2 separate regions of the Oryctolagus cuniculus genome follow, and region 2 is linked to region 1. The links are chromatin contacts, called in public Hi-C maps. All regions are on one chromosome and are shown on one strand. Each heading gives the region's core, a stretch centred on a gene start, on an enhancer-like site or on the middle of the called end of the contact. The rest is flanking DNA. Distances are from core to core; before and after follow the strand shown.

Region 1 (6,765 bases), core at 1,489-3,988:
CAGACACTCGAAAATGTTCAGCCTATATGGCCACCATCAACTAACATTTAAAACCCTAACTGTTAAACAGAAGTCGCTGGCAGCCTCGGATGACCTAAACTTCAGAGTATGCACTGTAATTTTGAGAATTGGGATTCTAACCTGATATTACACAGAAGGAGAAGTAATGGGAAAATAAATGTGTCTTCATTAACTCTTTCCCAGTAAGAAAGCTGTGATACTTTCAAAGTTTTGGCAGGTTCTGAAAGTGTTCTTATCTCTGACTAGTCACACACTACCGCTTTCTTCTCCAAACTCTTGATCATCCCACAAGCACTGTAAAAATCAGCCTGCTTCCAGACTCCCTCCCCATTCTCTGTGCTCTAACTCAAAGGTGGGCCAATGCAAGAGTGAAAGGAAACCGCACAAGGAGTAGCAGGTGACCCCCTCCAGAAAGCTGTGCGTCCACACGCGGCCTCAGTGCCTCACCCCAAGCTCGCAGAAACAGTGCCTTCAGAAAGAAACTACTTTCAAGGTTACCCTCTGACCTCTGCAGACTTAGGATTCTGGAGGAAGAAAGCGAAAGCAGGGAGGAGGACTTTGAAAAAGGAGGTTTGAGTAATGAAACACAGATCAGATTTGCCTCTACCAAAAAGATCTTGCGATTAATTCAATCCACACCAGCTCTGAACGTTCGTTAGGAAAAACAACATTAAGGGGCCCAAGCCAAGATCCCAAAGAAATGCAAGAGAGTAAAGACAAAAACCCAGAAACTCACACGGTCCATTTTCGATTGGGCATCACCTCGCCGGTGTGACCAGTGCGCCACCACTCCGCGCAAGGTCCCTACCGCGCCCCCAGGGAGAGTGGGAAGGGGGTGATGCTGCAGGAAGTACCTTGTTTTGTCTCCAAAAGGCAACATAGCAAATGTGGGAAGTTCGTTTCCGAACTCCGCGGATCCTGGGCTCCAGGAGGCTCGGAGTGGGGCACGCGACGCGCCCAGGTGAGGTCGGTGTCACCAAGCCCGCTCCCCTACTGCCCCCGCCGCCGTTCTGCCGCCCGCGGCCGCGAGCTCTCTCCGCACCGCGCCGCCCCCTGGCGGGGAGCGCTCGGCAGAGCCGCGGCCGCGCGCCGGCGGGTTGGAGCCCAGCGCCCAGCCCCGGGCCGCTCCTCCACCATCACAGCCTTCGCGAGCGTTGCTCTCCCGGCCCAAGCGGCCAGCACCGGCTAACCGACAGCCGCAGCCCCGGATCGGCCGCGGCGGGGCTCGAGCCCTTTCTCCAAAGTGCTGCGTCCTGGAGCCAGCCCCAGTGCGCGCGCAGGCCTGCCTCGCCCCGGCTTCGCTCCGACTCCTACGGCTTCGCGGGACCCTCCCGCCGCGCTCTCTGCGCTCCACCCTTCGTGTCCCTCTGCTTCGGTCTCAGTTCCTCCCCAACTCTCCGGAGAGCAGTTTCCACGCACGCCCCGACTGCCCGCTGCGCAGCCGCCTCCAAGGGGACAGACTCCGTCCTCCCCGCCCTCCGCAGGGGCCGACCCCGGCGCTTGGCTACAGACCGGGGAAAGCTGGCCTCCGGGGTCTCCGCGGGCCGCACGGGACCTGCCAGCCCCCGGGGTCCGCTCGCTGCCGCGCCTCCCCTGCGCCCTTTGTGTGCGCGCCGCCACCCTCTGGGCAGAGCCTTCCTTTAGGCGGCGTAGCCTTTGGAGGAAAAAAAAAAAAAAAAAAAAAAGAGGGCAAGGAGGCGCGCGGGACCACGGGGGGCTGGAAGGGGTGGGGGCCAAAGACGCTCACACTCACTTTGGGAGGGCTCCGTCATGTTGCTGGCTTTAGGGATCCTCGTGGTCTCGTCCCTACCCTCGGCTTCCCCGCCCCGCGAGGGCCAGGGCGTGGGGCACGGGGGAGGAGCGGGGCCGCTGGGACCGAGCTGGAAATGGTGCTTCCGGAGCTGCGGAGAAGGGGCTCAGACCGTATTTTGGTTTTGCCAAGAGGACTTAGGGTACACAAAAGAGGGGTTCCAGGGTATCATCTCTTTCCGCGGGGACTCCGGGGGTCGAGGGGGTGGGCACATACACTTTTGTATTTGAACTTTGCGGGCAAGTTGGATCGAAACCGACGCTTGGGGTTTGCGACTGTGCTCATTTAAAGTCGAGGAGGTCTCTACCCAGTAAGAGGACCGAAGGCTTCTTTCAAAAGCAAAGGACCCGGGAACAGTTTAAGAGTGACCCAAGGGGGAAATTCAATAGGGGAGAGAGGTCAGCCTCAGGTCACGCACCGTGCCCAGGCCGGGTCTTCCGAGGGTCCTCTTCTTACCTGGTGGCTTTCCTAACAAAGTAAGAGAAGGTAAAGTCCCAGTGATCGTCCAGCCACGCTTCCACCGAGTCCGTGTCGCGCTGCTGCTGCGGCCGCCCAGGGCTGGGGCCGGCCGGTTCCATGATCTGCGCCGCGCGTCTCCGCGGCGAGCCGCGGCTGGCTTCGCACCCGGGCTGGGGTCCCTCCCTCGGAGGCGCAGGACTCTGCCCCGAGAGCCTCCCCGTGCGCCTGGCTCGGGTCTGGCCGGCTTTCAGTGAATCTGCCCCGGCGCTAGGCCAGCCTCCTGCCCCGCCCCTCCCTCCCGGTTCCTCTGGGCTCCCAGGTGTGGCGGGCGGGGCCGGGTGCCGCCGCCCCGCGCCCTCCCTGGGGTCTTTCCGAGACTGGTTCTCGGGTGCAGTGGTTCCCAGGCGGCCGCGACGGGGACCCGCGAGCTCTCCGGAAGCCAAGCGGCGGGGCTAGGAGGCAGGCAGGCGGCCGCTGGGGTGCGCTGTGTGCCGGGCTGGCTCCAGGGGAGCGCGCGAAGGTGACAGTGGGTGTGTACGCGCGTGCAGCTACAGGCGGACCAGGGAGGCGAGGGTCAGAAGTAGAGGACCTAATCCAAGCCCAGAAAGCGACCGCTCAGGGAAGATTTCCCCCAGAGGGCGAGCACAGTGCTGTCCTGGGCGCTTTCCCTCTGGCCTGGGAATACAAGCACACGTCCCGCTCGCTTTTCTCCAGTCCAAGGCTCGGATCAGGGAGGAAGGGGCACCGATCTGTCTCTGAACAAAATCTCACAGTGGCCCGAAGCGCTCCAGCCAGGAGCCCCGCGCAGTTGGAGGAATCCAGGCGGTGGGAGGGGGAGGGGGGTTCCCAGGTGAAATTTGAGATTGGAAGCCATGCCCCACCCTAAAGGTAACAACCACGATGACTATGAATTAAGTGCCTTTAACCATTGAACCAGATATAAATTTTATAAATGGAGAGAGATTTCCTAGGGAAATAAGGGCACCTCCGTACAAGTGGGTAAAGTTGCAAGCACTGTACCCGGATACAGCAGAGAGCAACCAATTGGCCCAATTTTGCATGAATTCGTCATTTTTTTCGTTGACTGGAATTAACAGCCAAAAGGGCCCAGTCCTCCTACCGTAGTGTGTGTGTCCTCTGATCATGCTTTAAAAAAGGGATTTAGTGTCTTCCTTTGCTTTGTCCTCATCCTCATTTCCCCGTCACGCAGCAAGTTGGAGTTTTAATGTGGCATTTTGCAATGACCTAATTTTTTTGGCAGAATTAAATTTGGAGTTTTATGTTGCACAATGTGTGAATGACACCATTAGCAGTAATATATCAAAAGTGATTCAGCTGACATATTTTTAACAAGCTCCCTTCAAAATGCTCCTGGCGTGAATGTAAGGTGTTACTCACTACATACATACACATCATTCAATTGGTAATATGGAAACTTTAAAGAGATGGCTTCCAGGAGCCGGCGCTATGACATAGCACTGAGGCCGCTGCCTGTGAAGCCGGCATCCTGTGTTGTGTCCCCGCTGCTTCACTTTGATCCAGCTCCCTGCTAATGCACCTGGGAAAGCAGCAGAAGGTCTAAATGCTTGGCACTCCAACCCTGCCCCACCCCCTCATGTGGGAGACCCAGATGAAGCTCATGGCTTCCATCTGGCACAGCTCCAGCCCTTATTGCCATCTGGGGAGTGAACCAGCAGATGGAAAGAGCTCTCGGTTTCTCCTCCTCTCTCTGTAACTCTGCTTTTCAAATAAGTGAATAAATCTTTTTTAAAAATGTCGTCCAGTCCCCTACTGCAATGGCTTATCTTTTCTGCATTGAATAATTTTCCTTTTGGAACTTCAGTTCCTCTGAAACTTCACTGTTGCAGTCAAGTAACTACAACTAATTAAAAGCAAGCAAAGCAATAGGATAGGGGGAGGGAAGTGTAATAAATTAGATCAGCTTTTAAAATGACTGTTGTCTCCTGTGATGGTGATTACAACGCTCATGAAATAGAGACTTTCTTGATGTTCATTTTTTCCCTGTGGAAATTCATGCTTTCCTCCTAACTGGAGGTCAATTATGATTTGAAAACTCTATTTAACTACTGGACATAAAATGAATTTTGGGCTTGGATTGTTTGCATTGGTTGGTTATCTTGATTAACTACTCAAATGTGAGGCCTGTGTTGTGGTACAGCAGGTAAAGCCGTCGGCAGTGATCCTGGCTGTTCCACTTTTGATGGCCTGGGAAAGCAGTGGAAGACGACCCAGGCACCCACATGAGAGACCTGGATGAAACTTCTGGCTCCTGGTTTCAACCTGGGCCAGGCCTGGCCATTATGGCCATTTGGAGAGTGAATCAGCAGATCTCAGTCTCTCCTTCTTTCTCTGTAACTCTGCCTTTCAAATAAATTTTAAAAATTAAAAAATGCAATGATTTGAATACGTCCTCTAATTCCCAATGCAAAAGGTGGTGTCTTTAGGAAGTGATGAGACTGAGAGGGCTCTGACCTCCTGCATGGATTAGTGCCTTATGGAAGGGCTTAGAGGACAAGTTCAAGGTTCCAACTCTTCAACAAGTGAGCACAGCCGGTGCCTGTGGAGGATGCAGCAACAGGGTGCAAGCAGCATGGAGCAGCCTTCACTGGCCACCCGGTCTGCAGATTCGTCAGACACTGCCGCAAGCTCAACAACCCGTGGCTTCTCGCCCACAGTGACTGTAAATTCTGTATGCTGTAGAAGGTAGGTTGGGGGTTACTGTGAGTTCTGCTACTTGAGGAACAGGAGTGTTTCAAACAGTTCTGGTCTTTGGGAAGCTCAGATGAAATTTGTAACAGTAATCTCTTCTAACATTAAAGTATGTCCTCAAAGATAATCATATTTTTATCTGGCCTTACCATGGCCTCTTAGTTTACAACTCTGGTTTACTCTTATCCCCAATTTTTTTGATCAGTTTATATTTTAACTTGTTGGGATGGATCACACTAAGCAATTCAAATCTTGTTTTGGAATGAATTATAGCCAAGTAAATAATAAACATTGCCAGGAAAGAGCGTGAAAATGTTTTTACTGTTATTTCTAATAAACAAATGTCAACAACTTTAGGTCAAGACCTCCAATATAATCTATTTCCATTGTACTAGAATAAAACTCAAACTCAAACACAACTTACAGGATTCTACATTATTTGGCTCTTACCTGTCTCCACAGTTAAAGATTTTGGTTATCTAACTAGAAAAAAACACAGATGACCAAATTCTGTTTTCAAAAACAGCCTACATTATCTTCTGTTTCTTCGGAACACTCTTATAACATGTAAGATAAAATAAAACTAAAGTACACCAAGCAATTTTGTGACAATAACTTTAACAACTTGGATTAAATGGATTAGTCATTTGAAAAAAAAAAAACAAAAAACACAGCTAACCAAAGCTGAGATAAGATAAAATTAAGAATTGCATTGAATTCATGGCATATTGAATTTATTTCAGTTATATATTATTGGTTTAAGTTTTAACAATCATTTAACACAACTCATCATGTGAACAAAAATACTCACTGCTCATCTCAATTGATGCAGAAAAAAATTTGACAGAATTCAATACACTCTCATTTAAAAAATCCTTGACCAAGAAGTAATAGAAGCATACTTTTCAATTTGCTGGAGAGCATCTTTTTTTTTTTTTTTTTTAAGATTTATTTATTTACTTGAAAGTCAAAGTTATAGAAGGAGAGGCAGAGAGAGATAGGTCTTCCATCCACTGGTTCACTTCTCCCCAACTGCAACAGCTTGGAGCTGTGCCGATCCGAAGCCAGGAGCCAGGAGCTTCTTCTGGGTCTCCCATGAGGGTGCAAGGACCCAAGGACTTGGGCCATCTTCTACTGCTTTCCCAGGCCATACCAGAGAGCTGGATCGGAAGTGGAGCAGCCAGGACTCGAACCAGTGCCCATATGAGATACCAGCACTGCAGGCAGTGGCTTTACCCGCTACGCCACAGCGCCTGCCCCTCTATTCTGTATTGAACTGAAGTCCTAGCTAATGCAATGAAAGAGAATTAATTAATTAATTAAATTTAAAACAAATGCATGGCATAAAGATTGGAAAAGAGAAGATAAATATTTCTCTGTTTGCAAGCACGAGTGCCTATGATGGATATCCTAAGAAACTGCAAGAATTCACAGGTGATGTAGCAAGTTTGCATCATAAATTGCCAATATATATAAAAATCAGTTGTATTTCTGTATGCGAGTGGCTTGGGCTAGCTTGTATCCTCATCTGCAAAATTCATATGTTGAAGTCCTAGGTTTCAATACCTCACAATGTGACTGTACCTGGAGATTGCCTTCAAAGATGTGATTAAGCTAAGGTAATCTGGGTGGGCCTTACTCTAGTCTTGTCCCTTTATCAGAAGAGGAAGTTTGCATATACACACAAAGACATACCAGGGATGCTCTTCACAGAGGAACAATAATGACAAGAGACAGCAAGAGGA
Region 2 (6,824 bases), core at 3,509-6,008, 210 kb before region 1:
ACTGTTAATAAAATGTTATCATAGGCAGTGCCTAGAAGTGAAATAGCAAACAGGTCTAAAGCAGAGTTGTAGAGAAGGATTGAGCAAATTTTCCACAAAACTACAGATAGCAAATAATTTAAGACCATTCTCTCTCTGTAACAGCTACTCAACTCTGCTTTTGTAATATGAAAGCAGCCATAATAATATGTAGAACAGTGAGGCATAACTGTTTTCCAATAAAGCTTTATCAACATTGAAATCCCAATTGCATATAATTTTCATGTCATGAAAGTCTTTTTGTTTTCAAACCTAACAAGTACCAGTAGCTTGCATGTTTTCTATATACAAACAGGCAGCAACCAGATTTGGTCCACTGATCCTGGTTAGATGACTTTGTCCTTGATAATCTGTATTAAATGTCTGCATTGATGCTAAACATCAGAAGACCCTACCTGTACTCCCACGCTACTTAGGGGCTGAGTGTTTTATGATTTTCCAAACAGGACCAGTAGGATGTATGAGGGATCTTCAGCAGGTTCATGGAAAAATGCTTATTATGGGGGAAAAATACCTATGCACAAACTTATTTTTGTGCCAGAATAAAAAATCTCTTAATTTCTAACTGGCTTACAGTTTGCCCAGGAAAGTCAGTGGTGTAGCTTTGAACCAGGAGCTCAAGCAGAGAGAGGTAATTTGCCAGTCCTCTATCTGTGATTTGGTCTAAGTCCTCAGCACTGGTAGATGCCTACCCACACCAGGGTGGAGCAGGATAACTCTTCCTTAGATTGAAATGGTAATCTCTTCCAGCAACACTCTAAGACATACTCAGAAATTTATTTTCCGCTAACTGGGCAAATCTTAGCTCAGTCAAACTGACACATAAAATTGCTACGCCAAAATGTCTGCATCCTCACTAAGAATTGTAGAATATCTGATGGTCGTAGTAGTAGGCTAATTTTAGTCTCAAAAGGTATTATGGATTATTAAAAGTCTGTATGTGAACCACAGTGAGGTATGTGAGAACTGTTAATCCTCTCACAAGCCACTGCTAGGTGACTTGTTAACAATAAAACCAAATTCAGCCATGGAAATAAATATTTATTAGACAAAATTATTAGTAAGCAGTGCAAAAATAGTTCAGAGTCTGTTTGATAAACTCAGCGTTCAGATGTTTCCATTGTGCCTTCCATAAAAGGTTCTCTTTAGATGTGACACTGTAAAGGCATAACTGTTAAATCAATTCCAGACTTCGCTCAAAGAATCATTATGAAAGGTAGACGACACAGAGTTTATCTAACCTCCAAGTATTTTAGACAGTTCACACATACTGATTGCCACTAATTTCAGTGCTAACAGCCTATTTCAAATGTCCATTTATAAACAGTTTCTTTAGGGTTATTAGGAATAGCTTCTTAGGTACTTAGAGTAGCTGCTTTGTGAGTGGAGCCCTTCTGATTAAATGTTAGCTGATGACCCCTAGAATGTAAAGTTTTCCTAAGTAACATAGATTTAAAAACAATATAAGCGGGGCCTGTGCTATGGCATAGTGGGTAAAGCTGTTGCCTGCAGTGCCAGCATCCCATGTGGGTGTCAGTTTGAGTCCTGACTGCTCCACTCCCAATCCAGCTCTCTTGCTATGGCCCAGGTCTTTGGACCCCTGCACTCTGTAGGAGACCTGGAAGAAGCTCCAAGCTCCTGGCTTTGGATTGGCACAGTTACAGGGCTGTTGTGGCCATTTGGGGAGTGAACCAGCAGTTAGAAGACCTCTCTCTGCCTCTCTGTAACTGCCTTTCAAATAAATACGTCTTAAAAAAAAAAAAAAATAGAAGCATGTATTTGGTTTAGCAGCTAGGAAACCCACATGCCCTAATAGAATGCCTTGGTTTGATACAAACTCCTGACTCCAGCTTTTCACTAGTGCACGCTCTCAGAGGCAGCAGTCATGGCTCAAGTAATTGGGTTCCTGCCACCCCCAAGGGAGACTTGAACTGAGTTTCTGCCCAGCCCAGTACCAGCTGTTGGAGGCACCTGAGGAGTGATGGGATTGGATACGGGCACTCTGCTCTCTTTGTGTCACTATGCCTCTTAAATTAAAAATAAATAAAATTCTTAGTCAATAGAAGGCTCAAGCAACTGTTGAATGAGTAAATATGCAGATTTCCTGAAATTTAAGCTACAGATATTATAAAAATATTATGTTTTGGCCACAAACACTAAGCAACAGCAATAAAAAAGAGGTTTGAAATGCACAATCCTATTTCAGGGAGCTCAAGAGTTTAAAAGGAATTAAGGGAGAGGATTCAGTTTACAAAAGGACATGCATGCTAAATTTCTAATATTTGTTATCTACTTCAAGACCCTGTCAACCTATCAGTTATGACATCATTTCATAATAGTCCAACTTCATCTATAATTAAAGAGTATTTAGGGCCAACATTGTGGGCTTACATTTTCTGTATAGTTTTTGTGTTATTTAGAGAGTCCATGCATTCCAAGAACACTTTGTTCCTTCTCTCAAAATCTTTCCCTCCTTCTTCAATAATTTACTTTAAATACCTCACGTTATTATTCATATTATCTGTATCATATTAAACCCTTAAAGTCTTACAGGAATGACATTTTTATTTTATGAGCATTTTTATATTCAGCTCATGTAACACTATCAGATGTTTGAAAATTTTTAAACATGAACTGAAGAGTCCAGTTTAAGAACTTAGGTATGAGTGAGTGAGATTACAATCCATTTAATGTAGTTTTCCAAATGATTTAACAGATGTGTAAAATGAAAAGAAGTTCCCCTAGAGGTCTGAAATTCTGCCGCAGCACAATTCCCGTCTTCTTTATTCAAGAAGTCTGTAGTCATTTTCAGATTCCACTCCAGATGTCAACTTCTTAATTTAGGTATCAGCAAACCAGTCTGTAAAAACCAAGTATCTGTCAGCACTACTTACTTTTTGTTTTCATTTTAACACTTTATATCAACTTCTGAAAATCTTTCTTAAGTCACTTGTCTGTTCCAAAATATTGATAATAGTAAAATACGCTAATAATAAGGGCCTGGAATATCTCTTGTAAGGCCTCCATTTAATAACCAGAGCTGAAAATTCGGGGCATTAAAAATGAAACAAAAAAAACAACAACACTGTACTTGAGGTATGTATTAGTCTCTATGCCAAGCACCCCAAAAAAGAAGGGGTTGGAGAGTGAAAAATACAAATGATTTGACAAAGGATTTTACAGATATACCCATTCCTTTCTGCATTCTCTCCACTCAGCCCTCTGCCTTCTAATTGGACACACCGCCCAAGAAATCAGTAATGGTAACCAGTCAGATACTCAGATATTTGCCAAAATTCAGATATGGGTAGGGAAAGAACACAGGAACTGCCTGTGAAGAAGGGACTTCACAAATAGAACCTCACGAGCATGATGACTGAGAGGAATTAAAATCTATGAGTGAACGACCAACACCAAAGGGCAGCAGAGCTGTTTAATTGCTAAATGGGCGGCACACACAGTTTTTCTTCTAGAAGCCCTTATCATCAGTCCTGTGTCTTTTCTGGTTCTGCTTCCGCCTGCCCCATTCTCTTAGTTCTTTTCCTTTACTTCCTGCCAGAATAGTGTTTTCAGAGTGAATGGCAAAGAAAATGAAGAGTATGGAGTTCACAAGTGGGCTCTACAGAATTCTGAGAATGAACAGATGATGTGTGGCTTGTGTGTGCAAGAAAACGGGGAAGTCCAAGAGTCCCAGGTTTCTAGGAGGGAGGCGCAACTGAGTGGCTAAAGATGACGTTTAATCAGGCCCGAAGAATTCAGGTTTCGACACGCTGAGTTTGGGATACGTGTTTGGGACTGCTCAGGAGCTAACAGTTGCACAAAAACAATAGCTTCAGCTCAGCACATCCTACTGAGCAACAGGCAAACCTCATTGATATAAACCTCTCATTCAATCACTAAACCCCACTACACGGTTACTATTGGTCCCAAACGGTAGATGATAAAATAAAACCCCGAGATGCTCAGTAACTTCGTTAGTTCTCCTGTGGTGGTGCAGGAAATAAAATTCAGCTGCGTTCACTCCAAGACGTAAAACAAACTCACGAAGCCCCTTCCTCCGAACGGCTCTGGGGACTGTCGCTGAGGTGCCAAGGACAGACATTTCCCGTAGTTCTCCTCCCGGCTGGCCACCCTCCCGATTCCGCCGCGCTCCGGCCCTGCACTCTGGGACGTAGATGCACTAACTCTGCAGTGGCCTCCCCTCCCACACCAGCCCGCAGCCTTGGAGCAAATGGCCTCTAAGCGTCGTACCACTTCCACTCTGAATTCAGGACACTCACCAGGGCAAAAGATACACGAATAAAAACAACGCCACATCTAGAAGGATGAAGAGCCAGAGATCCAACCAGTACGATGGTTTGGGAAGCCCGTTTGTCCCAGACTGAGGCTGCACATGGTGGTTCTGCTGCTGCCTGCCAGCCTCACCCAAGCCTCGTCGCTCCCGGGGACCGTTCGGACCGTCAACCACCGCCGCGCGCGCGTCCATTTGGCTCCCGACGCCGCGCAGGGACCCCAGTACCTGCCAAAGCACCTGCCAAAGCCTCAGTTCCCGAACTTCCGCGTTGGCCGCACTGAAAAGAAAAGCGGACTCAGTCGCTCGCCTACGCTCCCCGCCCCCGGAAATGGCCCCGGGACACGTTCCTCCCCTTGCGCAGGCGCGGGCGCGGCGGTCGGCTGCGGGCGTGACAGGAGGCAGGCCCACCGCCTCCGCCCGGAAGCCGAACAATCGGGCCCGCCCATTTCCGGCCTGCCAAAGCCCGAGCAAAAGCTGGTTGTTCGAGTTCCTTAGGAGCCAGAGTTTTATTATGTTGCAGGACCAGAATTTACCTCCGCGTTTGTTTTCTCTCAAGTGGTGGACTCCGCCCTGGAATGCCAAAGGTGGCTCCCGTCTCTGTATTCTTTTTGTTAGACCCCTCTGGTGGGTTTGTGTTTTACTCTCTTTTTACACTTAGTCTTTGAAACAGCTTTAATGAGGTGCACATAATTAATTATGAGCCTGAGTTTCCGAGAGGGCCAGAGGGCAAAACGTGAGAACTTTTCAAGTTCCTCGTGTGAGTGAATTATAAGAGTAACCCTGAGATTTGGCAGTGTTAGCCCCCGCAAGATTACAAGGCTTGCAGAAAGATGATTGGCTCATGCTTCCTGGGTTTTACCCGGTGCTCCCGGTTCAAGTATTTTCTCCTCTGGTCATTATAATGAGTCCTGGATTGTTCAGCAAATCTATGCATCTAGACCTGTAGGAGTAAGTGGTTCTCTAGTTGCCTAATGAGTGGGTATGACTGTGTTGTGTTTTTACATAAACTGTCATTACACCTCCATAAAACTTTGAAGCTGTGATTACTCCATTTTGCAGAATTAGAAAATGAGAAACAAAAGAGTGAATTGTCTGAGACTTGAAAAAAAAATCATAAAGCCTAAAATTGATCCCAAAATTAGTGTTCCTTATGCCTCAGTTTGCCTCCTAATTAGATGCCAGGTTATAGAGATAAAAATATTGTATCACCTGTAAAGAAAAATACCATCACCCTTTGCCTTTTAGATTCTGGAAATAAGAGCCATTACTCGAGAATGAATTTGTGTGCTGCAGCCCAGATTATCTGCTGTTAATAGATTGGAAAACTCTGGGCTTAAGTGACATTGAGCCTTTACAAAAATTTGGAAAGGCAAGTAAACTTTTACCCTTAACCAGAGTTGGAAGCGTTCTTCTCACTGGTTAAGATTGGATCAATTATTTCTGATTGCTGAAAAGGATTGATAAAAATTATTGAAACTATCAGTAAAGAAATAGCCTACATAAAGCGAAAAACTTCAGAAATGTTTTCACACCTGTCCTTGAACCAGAATATGTACTCATATATGAGAGGATATTGGTACTAAGTCTGATCTCTTGAGTCAGGAAGGTCTGTGGTAATTATGCAAATGAAAGAGTAATTATGCAAACAGGAGGGGTTAATTAAAAGATCCCATTACTTCAGATTTTATGTGAAAATCACGTTGATTATTCCACATGACAGAAATGAATATAGAGTTGTTAATGGAATTTACCATTTCCCTAAATTAAAAGCAATTAATTTAAAAGAAAGTACTGAACTGAAATGTGGGTATACTGTCAGTCATGCTCCTCATGACTTATTTGAACCTTACTACTACTCATGTTCAGATGAAAGATACCAAGGACTGGCCGGCCCCGCGGCTCAATAGGCTAATCCTCCGCCTTGAGGCGCCACACAGCGGGTTCTAGTCCCGGTCGGGGCGCCGGATTCTGTCCCGGTTGCCCCTCTTCCAGGCCAGCTCTCTGCTGTGGCCAGGGAGTGCAGTGGAGGATGACCCAAGTGCTTGGGCCCTGCACCCCATGGGAGACCAGGAGAAGCACCTGGCTCCTGCCATCGGATCAGCGCGGTGCGCCGGCCGTAGCAGGCTAGCTGTGGAGGCCATTGGAGGGTGAACCAACAGCAAAGGAAGACCTTTCTCTCTCTCTCTCTCTCTCTCTCTCTCTCTCACTGTCCACTCTGCCTGTCAAAAAAAAAAAAAAAAATACCAGGGACTACACATTGAATTATTGCACTGCAATCATGATACAACACATTCCCAATATAGTACAATGAATTTGATTGGGCTAGAGCAAAGAAGGTAATTTATGTGACTACCCTGACAATTAGGCCAAAGACAGGTATGCATTGCAAATTTGAAGTTCTCAGGAAGAAGGTGAGAAATTAGGTTTTAACCTAAGGTGCTAATGTAGGTTTCTTTAGGCAGCTGTGAATCCGTTTGGTTAATATAATAAA

What was found. A called contact is a pair of places that touch in the nucleus more often than the background predicts.
Region 2: a Hi-C map of skin fibroblasts shows a contact between it and region 1, with 3 times the contacts expected there. The contact joins the promoter of ARLN here to the promoter of PDE5A in region 1. A contact is called at or near these places in 4 of 6 Hi-C or Micro-C datasets (ear pinna, psoas muscle, skin fibroblasts and 1 more).

The regions. Positions count from the first base shown.
Region 1 is chr8:45,694,808-45,701,572 of mOryCun1.1, reverse strand. PDE5A (phosphodiesterase 5A) reads right to left here and starts at 2,738. Exons shown (of 21, transcript XM_002717227.5): 1 at 2,288-2,738. The coding sequence starts at 2,409.
Region 2 is chr8:45,906,237-45,913,060 of mOryCun1.1, reverse strand. It overlaps ARLN (allregulin), which reads right to left and starts at 4,758. Exons shown (of 2, transcript XM_002717225.5): 1 at 4,320-4,758; 2 at 1,060-2,899. The coding sequence starts at 4,525. The coding sequence ends at 2,899.